Regions from separate parts of the Ovis aries genome. Here region 1 is linked to region 2. A link is a contact called in public Hi-C data. All regions are on one chromosome and are shown on one strand. The core of a region is the stretch at or near the end of the contact, and the rest is flanking DNA. Distances in the headings are between cores, read along the strand shown.

What was found. A called contact is a pair of places that touch in the nucleus more often than the background predicts.
Region 1: a contact with region 2 is called in a Hi-C map of hypothalamus, with 1.8 times the contacts expected there. The contact joins the enhancer-like site here to the promoter of DLG1 in region 2. A contact is called at or near these places in 3 of 16 Hi-C or Micro-C datasets (hypothalamus, skin fibroblasts and tail adipose tissue).

The regions. Positions count from the first base shown.
Region 1 is chr1:192,657,375-192,660,074 of ARS-UI_Ramb_v3.0, forward strand. No RefSeq gene overlaps it. Among named protein-coding and RNA genes, the nearest start is that of DLG1, 63 kb to the left of the region's middle. Within about 2 kb of position 1,442, at least 26 of the 54 cell types and tissues checked have an H3K27ac peak or open chromatin away from gene starts, as enhancers often do. A contact at or near this core is called in hypothalamus, where this site is marked.
Region 2 is chr1:192,594,485-192,597,184 of ARS-UI_Ramb_v3.0, forward strand. It overlaps DLG1 (discs large MAGUK scaffold protein 1), which reads right to left and starts at 1,309. Exons shown (of 25, transcript XM_060419293.1): 1 at 1,094-1,309.

The DNA of each region.
Region 1 (2,700 bases), core at 192-2,691, 63 kb after region 2:
TGGGCATCCCATCTCCAGGTCTCATCCCAAGCTATTTCCTTCATCTGCATACCCCTGTCCCCCTTCTTCTATTCCCGAGTGTCCAAATCCAGCCCATCTCTGGAAAGTCAACTCTAATACTAATCCTTATGATATCATCCCTGATTCCATATGCAGGCATGATTTTGCATCATTGCTCACCCGTGATACTTCATGTCAACTTTTTCTGAATCTGATTACATACTACCATGTATTATTGCTCTCTGCACTAATGACTGCTTCCCCTTGAGAATCTCGGATCCTTGAGGGCAGAGGCTGTATCTTATCCATCGTCCCCACCACAGGGCTAACTCTAGGGCTGGCCACCAGTGTTCATCTCTGTGACCTGGACAAATCAGGTCCCTACTCTGAAACTTGACTTACTCTTCAGTAAGCAAATTAGAGGAGATGATCTCTAGGGAGCATGTTATTCTGAGACTTAGTCCATAGGGCTCACTGAATGATGAGAAGGTTGTGAAGAGGGCTTCCCCCATCCTCACCCACGACAGAAGAGGAGAGCTTTGGAGACTTGTTTACAGAGGCCTAAAGGTTCCTGGATTGCCAAGAAGTTGGAAATTCAAACTGGTTAGTCGCTTGTATCAGATTTCCCTCTTCCTATGAATGGGAATGACATTAAGTGACTCAGAGAGGAGTCAGCACAAAGATGAAATCTCTGTTCTTTGAAGTTGGTGCTGGGGCCTCTCCTGCAGCTCCTATTCATTCCTTCAAGAAGCAAAGGGTATCAAGAGTCCATGATATTCCCCATGTGGTGGCTGGAGGTGCTGTGCTCACGGAAATCCAGCCTCTCCCACGGTGACAACCAGGCTACACATGTGGTGTCAGAGCCCCTTGTCAAAGGACCTGCCTGCAACAGCCCTGGAGACCCTGAACCAACACCTATTTTTGGCAATAATTATCCAGCCTTTCGTAACGGCCTGAGTACATGAGCAGATCTTTTAAAAATAGGCCAATATTGTCTCCCCAGATTCCTGGTGGTGACTCAGCACAGTAGTGTACAGTAGCTGTGATTCACAGAGCATGTAGGCACCAAAGGCCTGTGGGTGAGTCGTGGCAGCTGTTCAGCTTCCCTGCTAGAATCCATAGGGTCACAGCCATGGAGAGGATGTACGCACACCTCACAGCCCCAGTCATCTGGAATGCCACTGTCACCACTAAGACATGGGCTTCTCTGCCTTATAGACGTGGCCAACCACCCAGGCCAAGAGCATTTGGCAGCACAGCTCCAGGGCTGGGACAGAGTTGGGAAGGAGACATGCTGGGACTCAGCCAAATGGGGGCAGACGTCTACCTAGGGCTTGAGGGGAACGAGAAGGGTGTCCACGGGAGAAGTAGGAGGCTGCAGGGAATGTCCGCTGGCAGAGCTCAGCCAGGAGTCAGGGCTTTGGGCCCAGCTGTGCTGCTGACTCACTGCGGGCTCCTAATCTCCTGCGGAGGGCAGGCCCAGCTCCTAGAAGCCTAGAGGGCTTAGTGGTGTTTGTGCAGCTACAGAAATGGGGCCTGTGGGCTGGCATGTAGCCCTGCCTGGCCATGCAGATGAGGGTAGGGGAGCAGGCTGGGGCGGGAGCGAGCAGTGAGAGGGAGGGTGAAGTGTTTGGAAAGAGAGGGGAGAGCCTGCACTAGCCCGTGACAGGAGTGTTTACAGAGGGGCTGACAGGGAGACAAAATGTGGGGCGGCGTGGCAGCGGGGGAAAGTTGGGTAAACATACACCCAGGTTTAGGTAGAGGTGGGTTATGCATTTTTCAGTTTTCATAGCTGAGTCAAAGACTTTAAGCTTCTCAACAAAATATATTAGTCCTGCTCAGAGGTTTAAGGATCCTGATAAGTTAAGGACATTAACTGAAATTCAAGACCCACTTCAGAGCTTTTGTTTCTTTCCTTCTGGCCCCTCTACCCTACCCCATCGAGGGCCTTAGTATTCACTTAATTTTCTTCTCTGTCTCATTGTGAAAATATAAGATGGAAAGGAAAACGCCTCCACCTCTTCAGATGTTCCAACAATGCCGACAGGAGACCCAGAAAGAGGCCCATGCCTTCCGATGCGCATGCTCAGTCGCTCAGTCATGTCCACTCTTTGTGACCCTATGGACTAGCCCACCAAGCTCCTGTCCATGGGATTCTCCAGGCAAGAATACTGGAGTGGGTAGCCATTCCCTTCTCCAAGGGATCTTTCCAACCTAGGGATCAAACTCACAAGAGATCCAATTTCTTGCATCTTCTGCTTTGGCAGGCAGATTCTTTGCCACTGCACCACCTAGGAAACCCATGACTCCCAAGACTCTAAGTGAAATGCTGAATCTTGGCACAAAAATGTAGAGATAATGTTGTTTTGAAATATTTTTAGAAGTGTTTCTATAACCTGTACATCTTGCTGCTCTGGAGCCTCCCAGTCCCTAAAGCAGGGAGTGTCGATGCCTCAGGGAAGGGCAGTCTCTGCCTTAGTTGAAGATTCACTGTCAAATCAGATTTTCCTGAGTCCCAGGAATGATAATAGGCTTGAAAGTCAAGTGCTAGGGAGAGGATTTTCTAAAGGCCTGGAGGATCTGGTCATGGAATTTGATTTGTCCCTCCAAGGAGGAAACAGGAAAGAGGGGGAGGCAGCCCATCCTTCTATTTCTAACAGATCTTAGGAAAAGGGTGACAGAGGGTTTCAGATAGCTTTG
Region 2 (2,700 bases), core at 59-2,558:
TATTTGAAAAGTCCACCTGGCAAAGTTTTCCCAAGTCAAAGGAGAAAGAGCCTCAAAACCCAGCAGTGTCAATGTAGAAAGCTTTAACCTAAGGTTGGGTTCCCCTGCAAATTAAGAGCAGACAGGAGCAAGCTGCCAAACTCTCCTCGAAAGCTGCCCCTTCTCCAAAGGGAGCTTAATGCTAGACGTGGGGCCACCCCTCCCCCGGCATAAGAAAGCATACCCCCCACCTGCTACTGGGGGGTGAAGAGGCGCTCCGACCCTTGGCCCCTAAACCAGCAGAGACTGTAAAGCAGTCCGAGAAGGAACCAACTGGATTGATCACCCCGCCCTGCTCGGGCCCCCTCCTCTCGCTTGCCTGATTCCTTGTTGGCTTCCTCCGAGCTACTCCAGCGAGGGCCGGACAGGACAGCGGCCGCTCTCCGACGCCCTCGTGCCCCACATGCACACCTCCGCGGGCCCCCACACCTGCGGCGCCGCCACAAAGTTCCTGCGAGTGGCGTGCGCCCGGAGCTGGGGTGCGCCCCGGCCCGTCTCCCCCGCCCTGCCCCGCTCCACGTCCCCCCGCCCCACCCGGGGCTTGCGGAGCTGTGCAGAGGGGGGTGAGGGAACGGGGGAGGAGCTCCCCTCGGCGGCTGCACCCCCGTTGCCTCTTCCTCCGCCTCAGCCGCCGGCGCCTCCTCACTCGCCGGTACCCGCTAGCCCGCTCGCCTTCTCAGCTCTTAGCCGCCACACCCCCGGAACCTCGCCTCCTTCCGCGCCCCCAACCGCTCTCCCCCCAAACTTTCCGCCAAGATGGCGGCCCTTGATCTGGATTGCCGCGCCCCCACGTGACCGCTTTCCCAGCGCTCTCAGCCAATGGGAAGTGAGGAGGCGGCTCGCGCCGAGCCCCGGGCTCTCAGCGCTGCAACCTTTGGGTTCGAAGAGGGAGGAGGGCCAGGAGGGGGCTGGGGACGGCAGAAGGGGACCTGAGGAACGTCGAAGTGAACCTCCTTGCGTAAAGGCGCGGCCACCGAAGTGGTTCTGAGAACAAAGGAGTTGACGCACAGACTCTACAGGTGGGCCAGGGCGCCCTGGAAGAGCCCGCCTTTACCTCGTCCTAGCCCACCGGTGTGTCCCGCGGCTCTGAGCGAGTAGCGCACCAGGCGAGGAAGAGTGACAGTGTCGGAAGAGAAATGTGACCTCACCTACACCAGATCCAGGACACACATTCCGAGACACCCTTTAACCTCACTAAATGCGTGTCGTTTCCAACTCTGCCGGAGAGATCCACCCCGGGGGTGGATCCCCAACCTGGAAAAGCATTCTCAGGGAGGTGTCGACTGCACCACCCACGATAGGGGGCGGGAAAGGGCGGGGCCTGGGAGGGGGAAAAGGGAGGTGTTTGCGAGGGGGAGGGGTGCCGTCTCTGCATTCTTACACTTGGTGCTAATTTTTTCAAGTTACTGTTAGCCCCTCAGTAAAAGTTTTGGAGGAACTGAGTTAAAGAAGGGTAGGTAAAATATGGAGATTAGTTAATCTGATAAGAAATTGAAGGTTTTGCCAGAGAATTTTTTAAATCTAAGTGATTAATTCCAAGTATGAATGCATTTAAGGAAGGGAATAGAAAATTGGTTCGTTCGTTTTCTCATTCATTCTCCCTTGCCTGCAACTCCCTCCAAGTCAACAGCTTCACGTATTACCCAAGCTCTGGCGGCCCCTTTAAGAACTCACCTGTAGCTACCGCTGAAGCTCAGCAAAACTAGTTTAAAGCTAGTTTACGTAGTCCCTAGGAGAAGGAAATGGCAACCCACTCCAGTGTTCTTGCCTGGAGAATCCCAGGGACGGGGGAGCCTGGTAGGCTGCCGTCTATGGGGTCACACAGAGTCGGACACGACTGAAGTGACTTAGCAGCAGCAGCAGCAGGAAAGGGACTACTAGCCGGCTGGGACCCCGCTTCGGGGCTGAGCCTCCCAGGATCTGGAAAAGGAATTGGGCAAAGATGTCCAAATCATTTCCACATCTTCGACCCTCTTCTGTGTACCAGCAACCTCCATGCTCTGATCCAGAGAGAAGAATTTGCCTAAGATCACCCAATTCAGTTCAGTCGCTCAGTCGTGTCCAGTTGTTTGCGACCCCATGGACTGCAGCACGCCCGGCCTCCCTGTCATCACCAACTCCTGGAGCTTACTCAAACTCATGTCCATTGAGTTGGTGATGCCATCCAACCATCTCATCTTCTGTCGTCCCCTTCTCCTCGCGCCTTCAATCTTTCCCAGTATCAGGGTCTTTTCCAATGAGCCAGGTCTTCCCATCAGGTGGCCAAAGTTTGGAGTTTCAGCATCAGTACTTCCAATGAATATTCATGACTGATTTCCTTTAGGATTGACTGGTTGGATCTCCTTGCAGTCCAAGGGACTCTCAAGAGTCTTCTCCAACACCACAGTTCAAAAGCATCAATTCTTCTGCGCTCAGCTTTCTTATAGCCCAACTTTCACATCCATACATGACTACTGGAAGAACTATAGCTTTGACTAGACAGACCTTTGTTGGCAAAGTAATGTCTCTACTTTTTAATATGCTGCCTAGGTTGGTCATAACTTTTCTTCCAAGGAGCAAGCGTCTTTTCATGGCTGCAGTCATGATGTGCAGTGATTCCTTACAAATAGCTGTGAAGAGAAGAGAAAGACAAAGGAGAAAAGGAAAGATATACCGATCTGA